Regions from separate parts of the Mus musculus genome. Here region 1 is linked to region 2. The links are chromatin contacts, called in public Hi-C maps. All regions are on one chromosome and are shown on one strand. Each heading gives the region's core, a stretch centred on a gene start, on an enhancer-like site or on the middle of the called end of the contact. The rest is flanking DNA. Distances are from core to core; before and after follow the strand shown.

Evidence for each region. A called contact is a pair of places that touch in the nucleus more often than the background predicts.
Region 1: a contact with region 2 is called in a Hi-C map of liver, with 1.9 times the contacts expected there. The contact joins two enhancer-like sites. A contact is called at or near these places in 1 of 484 Hi-C or Micro-C datasets (liver), 2 of 115 datasets of contacts at active chromatin or transcription factors (kidney and large pre-B cells) and 3 of 9 other capture datasets (adipose tissue, liver and pancreatic islet).

Annotation. Positions count from the first base shown.
Region 1 is chr4:137,941,374-137,945,052 of GRCm38.p6, reverse strand. Ece1 (endothelin converting enzyme 1) reads right to left here. Exons shown (of 19, transcript NM_001369179.1): 9 at 1-36. Among named protein-coding and RNA genes, the nearest start is that of Gm52683, 35 kb to the right of the region's middle. Within about 2 kb of position 2,357, at least 101 of the 459 cell types and tissues checked have an H3K27ac peak or open chromatin away from gene starts, as enhancers often do. A contact at or near this core is called in liver, where this site is marked.
Region 2 is chr4:137,771,454-137,775,616 of GRCm38.p6, reverse strand. The region is part of intron 1 of Alpl (alkaline phosphatase, liver/bone/kidney); the gene reads left to right. Among named protein-coding and RNA genes, the nearest start is that of Alpl, 23 kb to the left of the region's middle. Within about 2 kb of position 2,091, at least 38 of the 459 cell types and tissues checked have an H3K27ac peak or open chromatin away from gene starts, as enhancers often do. A contact at or near this core is called in liver, where this site is marked.

The DNA.
Region 1 (3,679 bases), core at 1,108-3,607, 170 kb before region 2:
CAGAAAGGGTAACCAGTTGATGGCAGGTGCCAAGGTCTGCAAGGGAAGAGGGTAGTGTGAGGGTGGCCAGGGCACTTCTACCTCAGCCCATGTCTCCGGCCATTCCTCAGAAGGCTTTGTGGCTTTCTGACTAACGGCAGGTATGAAAGATGTTGTCCTGTCAGAGCACAAGGCAGAGAGAGCCAGGGCTGGCTGGCCAGAGTGTCTGTCTGTAGCAGTTTAAGGAGCCAGTGACAAGACCTCATCTAAAGAGTAGGTGACCCAAGTTTGGTTCCTAGCACACACGTCAGGAAGCCCACAACTACCCATAGCTCCAGTTCCAGGAGATCCAACACCTTCTTCTGGTCTCTGTGTGCATCTGCACAGCCATGTACATATCCTGAAACACACACATACACCACTAAAAACTTAAAAAAGAGACCTCATTTCAAAGCTGGTGCAGCGGAAGCCAGTGGTACTTGGGAGGCAGAGGCAGGTGGATTTCTGTGAGTCTGAGGCCAGCCTGGTCTACATAGCAAGATCCAGGCCAGCCAGAGCTACACAGTGAGAGCCTGTCTCAAAATAAGTAAATAATAAAAAATGGGGATAATTGTGCCTTTTCTTTGGGCAGGACCATTTGGAATTATATGCATGAATCTTTTCCAATACACGTGCCACACACATGGGCTTGATGGCTACCACTGAAACTTGTAATTTCCTTGTAGTCCCACTTTAAAAAAAACTAGCAAGAACCTCATTTGAAGCGCTGGGATTAGTGGCACGTACCGCCATATCTGCTGTCCCCATTACAAAACATATTTAAGGTCATCAGCTTGGTCCAGGAGCCATCACCCGCTGAGCTAACTCTGGACCATCATATGAATTTTTTTTTCCCCCAACAAAGTATTACTATGTAGACCAGGTTGGCCTTGAACTTGAAGTGATCCCCCTGCTTCTGTGTCCTACTAGTGGGGCTCACCTTAAGCATGAGTCCAGCTGTGTAGCTTTAGACACTCAGTTTAGTGCGGCCACCCCTCCCCCCTCCAGCCTCAGTTTCTCAGCATTTTACCAGGCTGAAGAATTCTACTCCCTATTTCCCAAGTCCCCAGGGGTAGAAACCACACCCACTCTGTCTTCTACCGCTCTCTACTGCCCCAAGAACTTCAGATAACTGGACATAAAGACAGTTTCAGTTCTTGTAAATTTTTCCCCCGATGCTTGGGATTGAACTTGGGGCTTTTAGACTCAAGGCCAATGCCCTTTCACTGAGCTTCTGTCCCAACCTCCCAGCCCCCAAGGCTTGCCCTTTTGTAACTGGCCAACTTCACTTAGCACAGTGTCCCCGAGCAGGGTTGCACAACGTTGGAATGGTCAGCTCCAGCCCCGTGTCACCTACATGCCCTGTTATTTTTAGAATGCTGCTTTTCAGAACTCTAGGTCTTTCAGGGCGATGGAGACTGTTTCAGCATCATGCGCCCCTGACTCTTAGCTACGGCGCCATCAATAGCAGCCATTCCGATGGATGTTCAAGTTCTGTCTCCAGTGGCCCCGGGCCCTGAGGAATGTCAGATTCTGTTCTCATTTCCCTTAAAGAAGCAGAAAATGTCAAGTAGATAAAGAAAATGAGACACCTGAGTTGTAAAAGCCCTTCCTGTGGAAAGTCAGGTGACACCATGACGTTCCCCTGTCACATCAGAGCACAGCAGCACACAGCTTGTCCCTATGACCCTTTGCCTAACAGGCAACTCTATACCTGAGGAATGGTGATTTTCCCAAGGGCATGTGTCGGCTGGAGCCTGTGCAGGTCTACAAAGTGGGTTCAGTCACCTCCGGGGTTATTTGCTTGTTGGCAGTGTTAGGGACTGAACTCGGCTCCCACATGCTAAGCATGTGGGCTACACCCCTAGCACCCTGCTGCTGGGTGTCAAAGAGCATCTCAGCTACTGCAGGAGAGAGCAGGGATGAGGCCCGGGAGGGATGAAGCTGAAGGAATGAATGTCCAGCTCTCAAAGGCACCTGTGAGCTGATTAAAGCTCCCAGCCAGTTCTCAGCAAGGGGCTGATTTGAGCCATTGACAGCGATGCTGAGTCTTCCCACCAAAGCTGACTATAACTGGGCTGGAAAGGAAAACAGCACAGTGGGCAGCCGGCTGGTGTGTCACAACACATCCCTGCTGCCAGGGAGCAAGAGATGTGAGCCAGAAATGAACAGACATGATGGGGGTCTCCAGCAGGAATCAGTTCGTGGATTCAGAGCCACTTCACAGACTTTCTCTAACGTGGAGGAAAGAAAATTCCCACCTCCCAGAGCTGCCTGCTTTGCCCTTTGGAAATGGCCTGCCCTGTACCCAGCCCCCTAGCTTGCCCTCCCTGGCCCGCTTCTGCCAGATCCTCTGCCTCCGGGTGACTACAAGTTGAGAGATACACTCATGAGATCTTAACGGCTCAGTCATCAGAGCCACCTGATGGCAGGATCCTCTCTCTGGCCAAGACCCGGGGAAAACGGATACGTTTACAAATGTCACTGCTCACATAATTTGTGAGAGCCACGTGTCACTGGAACCCTCTGACAGAAATGTCAATGGTGAAAATCGCCATGGTCTCTGCACAACCTGGTCCTATAGGGTGAGCAGATGTCACCCCTGGAAGTGCCCCAGCTCTGAGGTGAGGAGCCGTGGGTGAACACTAGGGTTTTTTTAAATTTCCAGCCTCAATTGCTTCAGTGATTCCTAGCTTAACATGTTTCCATAGCGACGGCTGTTTTAGTCAACTGGGCCACTCTGCCGTGACTCAGTCCCCCTGAGGACACTCAGAAATTCTATTTTCCACACTTGAAGCCAAGGAGCCCTGCTGAGTACCAACCAACTCAGAGAGGCTTGGGAAGCCCTGGCGCTGGGGAGACAGAGACAGGAAGATCATGAGCTTTCAGGCCTGTCTGTGTTATGTAAGACCCTGTCTCAAAATGACCAAGGCTGAGGGGCTCATATACACATCGATCTTAGGTAGGCTCTCTTCATGGCATGAGCTCGTGCAGGGGCCAAAAGAGTGTCTTCTGGGACAGTTAGAACACTGGACTCAGGGCCTCACTGCAGTTGTGGCTGCCTGAGCAAGATCAAGGCGGTCAACACTCCGGCACAGAGGGAGGGGCTCCCAAGCCCCACCCCTAGCTGGGATGACTGACAGTTGATAGCCTAGGGGAGAAGGAGTCAGTTTCCTTTAAGGCTTTCATCCTTAGTAGGTCGACCGTGCTCCAGTAGACAGTCCACACCTACGAGTCCATGGGCAACACAAACTGAACTTGGTGGGTTATTTAAAAAAAATAAAATAAAAAGATGGCTCTAGGTTGGTGTAGGTGAAAGGTAGATATGGGAGGGGCTAGGGAGAGGAGAAGTGGATATAGGAGGGGCTAGGGAGAGGAGAGGTGGATATGAGAGGGGCTGGGAAGAGGAGAGGTGGATATGGGAGGGGCTAGGGAGAGGAGAGGAGAATTTGATCAAAGCACTTTGTATAGCTGGACACCATGGCACATGGTACCTGGGAGGCAGAACCAGGTAGATGTCTGTGTTTAAGGTCAGTCTGGTCTACACCGAAAGTTCCAGGCTGTGTAATCTGAGGCCAGCCGGTGCTAGCTATATAAATATACAGGTCTGGAGAGGTGTCTCAGTGGGAAACAGCACCCGGGCTCCTTTCGTAGACGACCC
Region 2 (4,163 bases), core at 842-3,341:
TCTTCAGACACACCAGAAGAGGGCATCAGGTCCCATTACAGATGGTTGTGAAGCCACCATGTGGTTGCTGGAATTTGAACTCAGGACCTCTGGAAGAGCAGTCAGTGCTCTTAAACCGTTGAGCCATCTCTCCAGCCCCTTGCCTTGAATTTTTGACATTAGAAACATTACAAATGAGACAACACCAGAAAAGAAGGTTAGCAAATTAAACCTGGAGGAAAGCCTAGTTTTCTCTGTAATCCTAACACCTGTGAGTACAGAGGTTCACATCTGTAATCCCACATTTGAGAGCCCAAGGTGGGAGATAGAGTAAGACAGGGCTGGAGAGATGGCTCAGTGGTTAGGTGCACTGACTGCTCTTCCAGAGGTGCTGAGTTCAATTCCCAGCAACCACATGGTGGCTCACAACCATCTGTAATGGGATCTGATGCCCTCTTCTGGTGTGTCTGAAGAGAGTGACTGTGAGTTTCAGGGCAGCCAGGGATATAGATAGAGAGATCCTATATTATTAATAATAATATAGAGAGCCTGTCTTAATAATAATAACCATAGAAGAAGACACACACAGTCTCCTCCTCAGCCATGACACACACTGGGTCACTCACAGTCCTTCCAGTCTTTCGTGGCCTCCAGGCTTTTGTACCAGCTGCCTGCCTCTGGTTCACTCAGTCTTGCCTGCTGACTTCAACACCCTGGCAACAGAGACCCTGAGTACTTGCCCCCATTCTGTGTGACTTATGTGACTATGTGTAAAGGTCCCATAACCTCTTTGGGGAAAAACCCGAAAGTCTTGGTCTGCCCCCTTGCTGGCCTGTGTTGAGTGGCGTCTCCTAAAACCTCAGCCGTTTCAGCCCAGCACAATGGCAAACAGTTTTTGAACTTTGGAGTTGAAAACTTTGGACCTAGCTCTGCTGCTCCTGTGCGTGATCTTAGTCCTTTCACCGCTCTGTGTACCCTAAGATGAGGACGACCACATGAGTACCTGCCTCAAAGCACCAGTGGTGGTATAACTCAGTGGCAGAGTGTTCTCCTATCTGGGCTAGGCCCTGGGTTTCAGTCTAACACTGTAGAATTCAGGAAATAATAAAACCTGGCATGCACTTTCCACCTACATCCTATGGACTGAGCCTTAGAGTGTATACCTCTGCATCACGTCTGTGGGATGGGGCGGGTATCACACGGGGCCCCAGGTCTACCAGCTCTAAGACCAAGATTCTCTTTCACCCACACCAGTACTGGGAAGACTATCACTTGAGCCCGGTAGGGGAAGCCGGTTGGAAGTCCCCCCCCCCCCACACACCACACACACACACACACACACACACACACATCCCCGCACATGTGCAGTCCAGCTGTGCATGGTAGGCTTTATGCAAATACACTTTGGTGATGGGCCAGAAGTTAATGGTGGAGACAGAACAAGAGTGGGTTGGCAGTTTAGGGCTCACATGATCTCGGATAGAGCCTAAGGGGTTTTGAGGCTGTGGAGAGGGGCAGAAGAGGCCCCAGGAAAGGAGGCCCCCAGCCTGGGCTGGAAGGATGGGTAGAGCCCAGAAGCAATGCCAGGGACCTCACTCCCGCTGCTTGCTCTGGATTGCCTGGGCTTGTGGCTCTGCCTCCCTCTTTAGTTTCCTCTTCTGTAGGTGTGAGTACAGCAGCCTCTGAGGGCCGCAGTGTGAACTGTAGGGCTCTGGAATATGGGTCCCGGGCCAGCCCTTCTCTGAGCCTGCCTTCCCTCCCTGCCTCTTCTGTCTCTTCCTGCATCGCAGAGGACTTCACTTCAGCAAGGTTGTTCATCACCTCAACCCTGTCAGGGCTTTGACCTATTGGCCCCTGGTGGGCATTAGCTGCTCAATGAACAGCAGCTAGGAGCCATTGTTTAAATACCATTAAAGCCCTAGGACACAGGAGGCTGCTGATGTCCCTGGGCGCTGGGGGACTGTTCCTGCTGTGCAGGTCTGTTCCTTTTAACTTTTAAACAGTTTTGAAGGCTGTCAGGTGGAACAAACAGCCTCAGAGGACAGCCAGCTTAGCCCTGCCCCTGCTACCCAGGGACCAGGGGCAAAGGCCCTGGGCTTGGGGCCAGGAACATCTAGGACATAGCTGGTTCTGCCCCTCTTCAGTTCAGGGACCTTGGGCATGTCACTTGACTCATGTCACTCCTGTGCATCTGACTTCTCCTCTGAGATGGATTTCTTACAGTTCTGTACTGGTGACTTCCCAGGGACTGACTGACCACTTGACTGAAGGGCCCAGTGGGCAGACAAGGACGCTTTCAGGCACCGGGCCTGTTAATACTAATGTTAAATGGAGCCCATACCAACCCGTGGGAAGGTGTGTGTCTCTATTCTAGGCAATCCTACCCAGGAATTCAGGAATTTCCTCTAATTCTTTTCCCCTCCCTCTCCCCCACTTCCTTGCCTGCCTGCTTTCTTCCTTCTATACATACATCCTTCCTTCCATCCATCTGTCTTTCTTTTCTGACATGGTCTCATTATATAGCCCTGGCTGGCCTGGAACTTGCTTTGAAGCCCATGCTAGCCTTGAACTTGAGCAATCCTCCTGCCTCTGCTTCCAGAGAACTTGGGGTCGCAGACTCGCACCGCCATGCACAGCCACGGATTCCACCTGTGTGAATTCGCACACAGTGTGTCTGCCCACCTTTGACGAGTTTGTCCCGTTTCTTCCCTGGGCATGACCGACCCGGTGTGATTGTTTACAGTGTGAGAGCTGAGGGAAACCCTCTGGACTGGAGTTCTGAGGGCAGAGTTTGGGCTCTAAGCAACAGAACAAACCAAAGCAAACAATAGGAGAATGTACTGGCTTCCACTCAGAGGTGAGCTTCAGGCATGCCTGCGGCCAGGGTCTGGATCCAGCGTCCTACTCATGGGTTTTTCTGTAGGTTTCTAGTCCATCACCCAGGCCGTGTTCCCCCCTGGGGCTTCCTCACTTCACACCCACAATGCTCTGGTATCCAGATGGAAACCGTCCCAGCCTCTGCCAGTCACCCGACCTGCAGCCACCAAAAGGAAGAGGGCTTCCCCTGTTGGGGAGGGGAATGGACTCAGAGTAGCCAGATATGACAGCGGGTGTCACCATGTCACTGTGGTGGCAACAGAGAACACTAAAGAGGTCCTGTCTCAGAAACTGACATTGGAAGCTTCGTGGAGTGATCATCCCTGATACAAGGGATGGAGAGGGCAGCCTGAGACAGCCCCCGTGGCTCCCTCTCTCTGCAGAATGGTAATCACAGAGGAGTGGACCAGGGTGGGAGGGAAGTCTGGGAGTGCTACCAGACTCTTAGGTGAGATAGTCCCCCCAGCCCCCAGAACACAGGTAATAAATATTCAAGGCAGGAGGAGCTGGAGGAGAGCCTGCGTGGTCGGAGATGTGCTTTCTGCCAGACCCCCAGCCTAGGCTGAACCAGGGAACTCAGTGGTCATGAGTCACAGCCCGTGTCACAGCCCCAGTCCATGTGGAGGCAGTCCTGCTAGATGCTAGGGTGGCAAAGGCATCGCATGAGGAGTCCACCAGGCTTGGGTGGCTACTGGCTCTCCCACACCTTGCAGTACAAGCCATGAGCTCCTGTGCTCTTGGTCCTGAGAGTTCTGCCCACATTGGATCCTTGGGAGATAGCACAGAAAGCTTCTAGCACATAGTAGGTGCCCTGTGCTTTTAGCACATAGTAGGTGCCCTGTGGAGACATCCTCCTCATCCTATTAGTTGCTGTGTGGCCTTGCCCTGTGCCCTGGGAGCAAGGAGAGCATCCACCAATCAGAACTCTGCTGGCTGACTTCCTGCCTCTGCCACGAAGGGTGATGGTGGTTTCTCTCATCGTCCCTTGTCCTGTTGAATTCCCATTCTAAGGCACAATGTCAAGGCACATTGTGACCATTGGTCTAGCACACCACCGTGGGTTTCAGTTTTTGAGTCAGGAGCTCATGTAGTCCAGGTTGGCTTTGAACTGACTGGAGAGACAGCAAGCGCTGGGGCCGACAGACCTAAGACACCACGCCCTGCTGGATTAGCTCATTACCAGCCCATGTTCCTGCCTCTCTCGCCCCCACTACTAAGAGCCTCACACACCCCAGCTGCTGAGAGCCCGACAGCTGGTCACAAGCTCGATCGGAATGTGGGAAGGATGCTGTGGAGGCCCCGCTGCC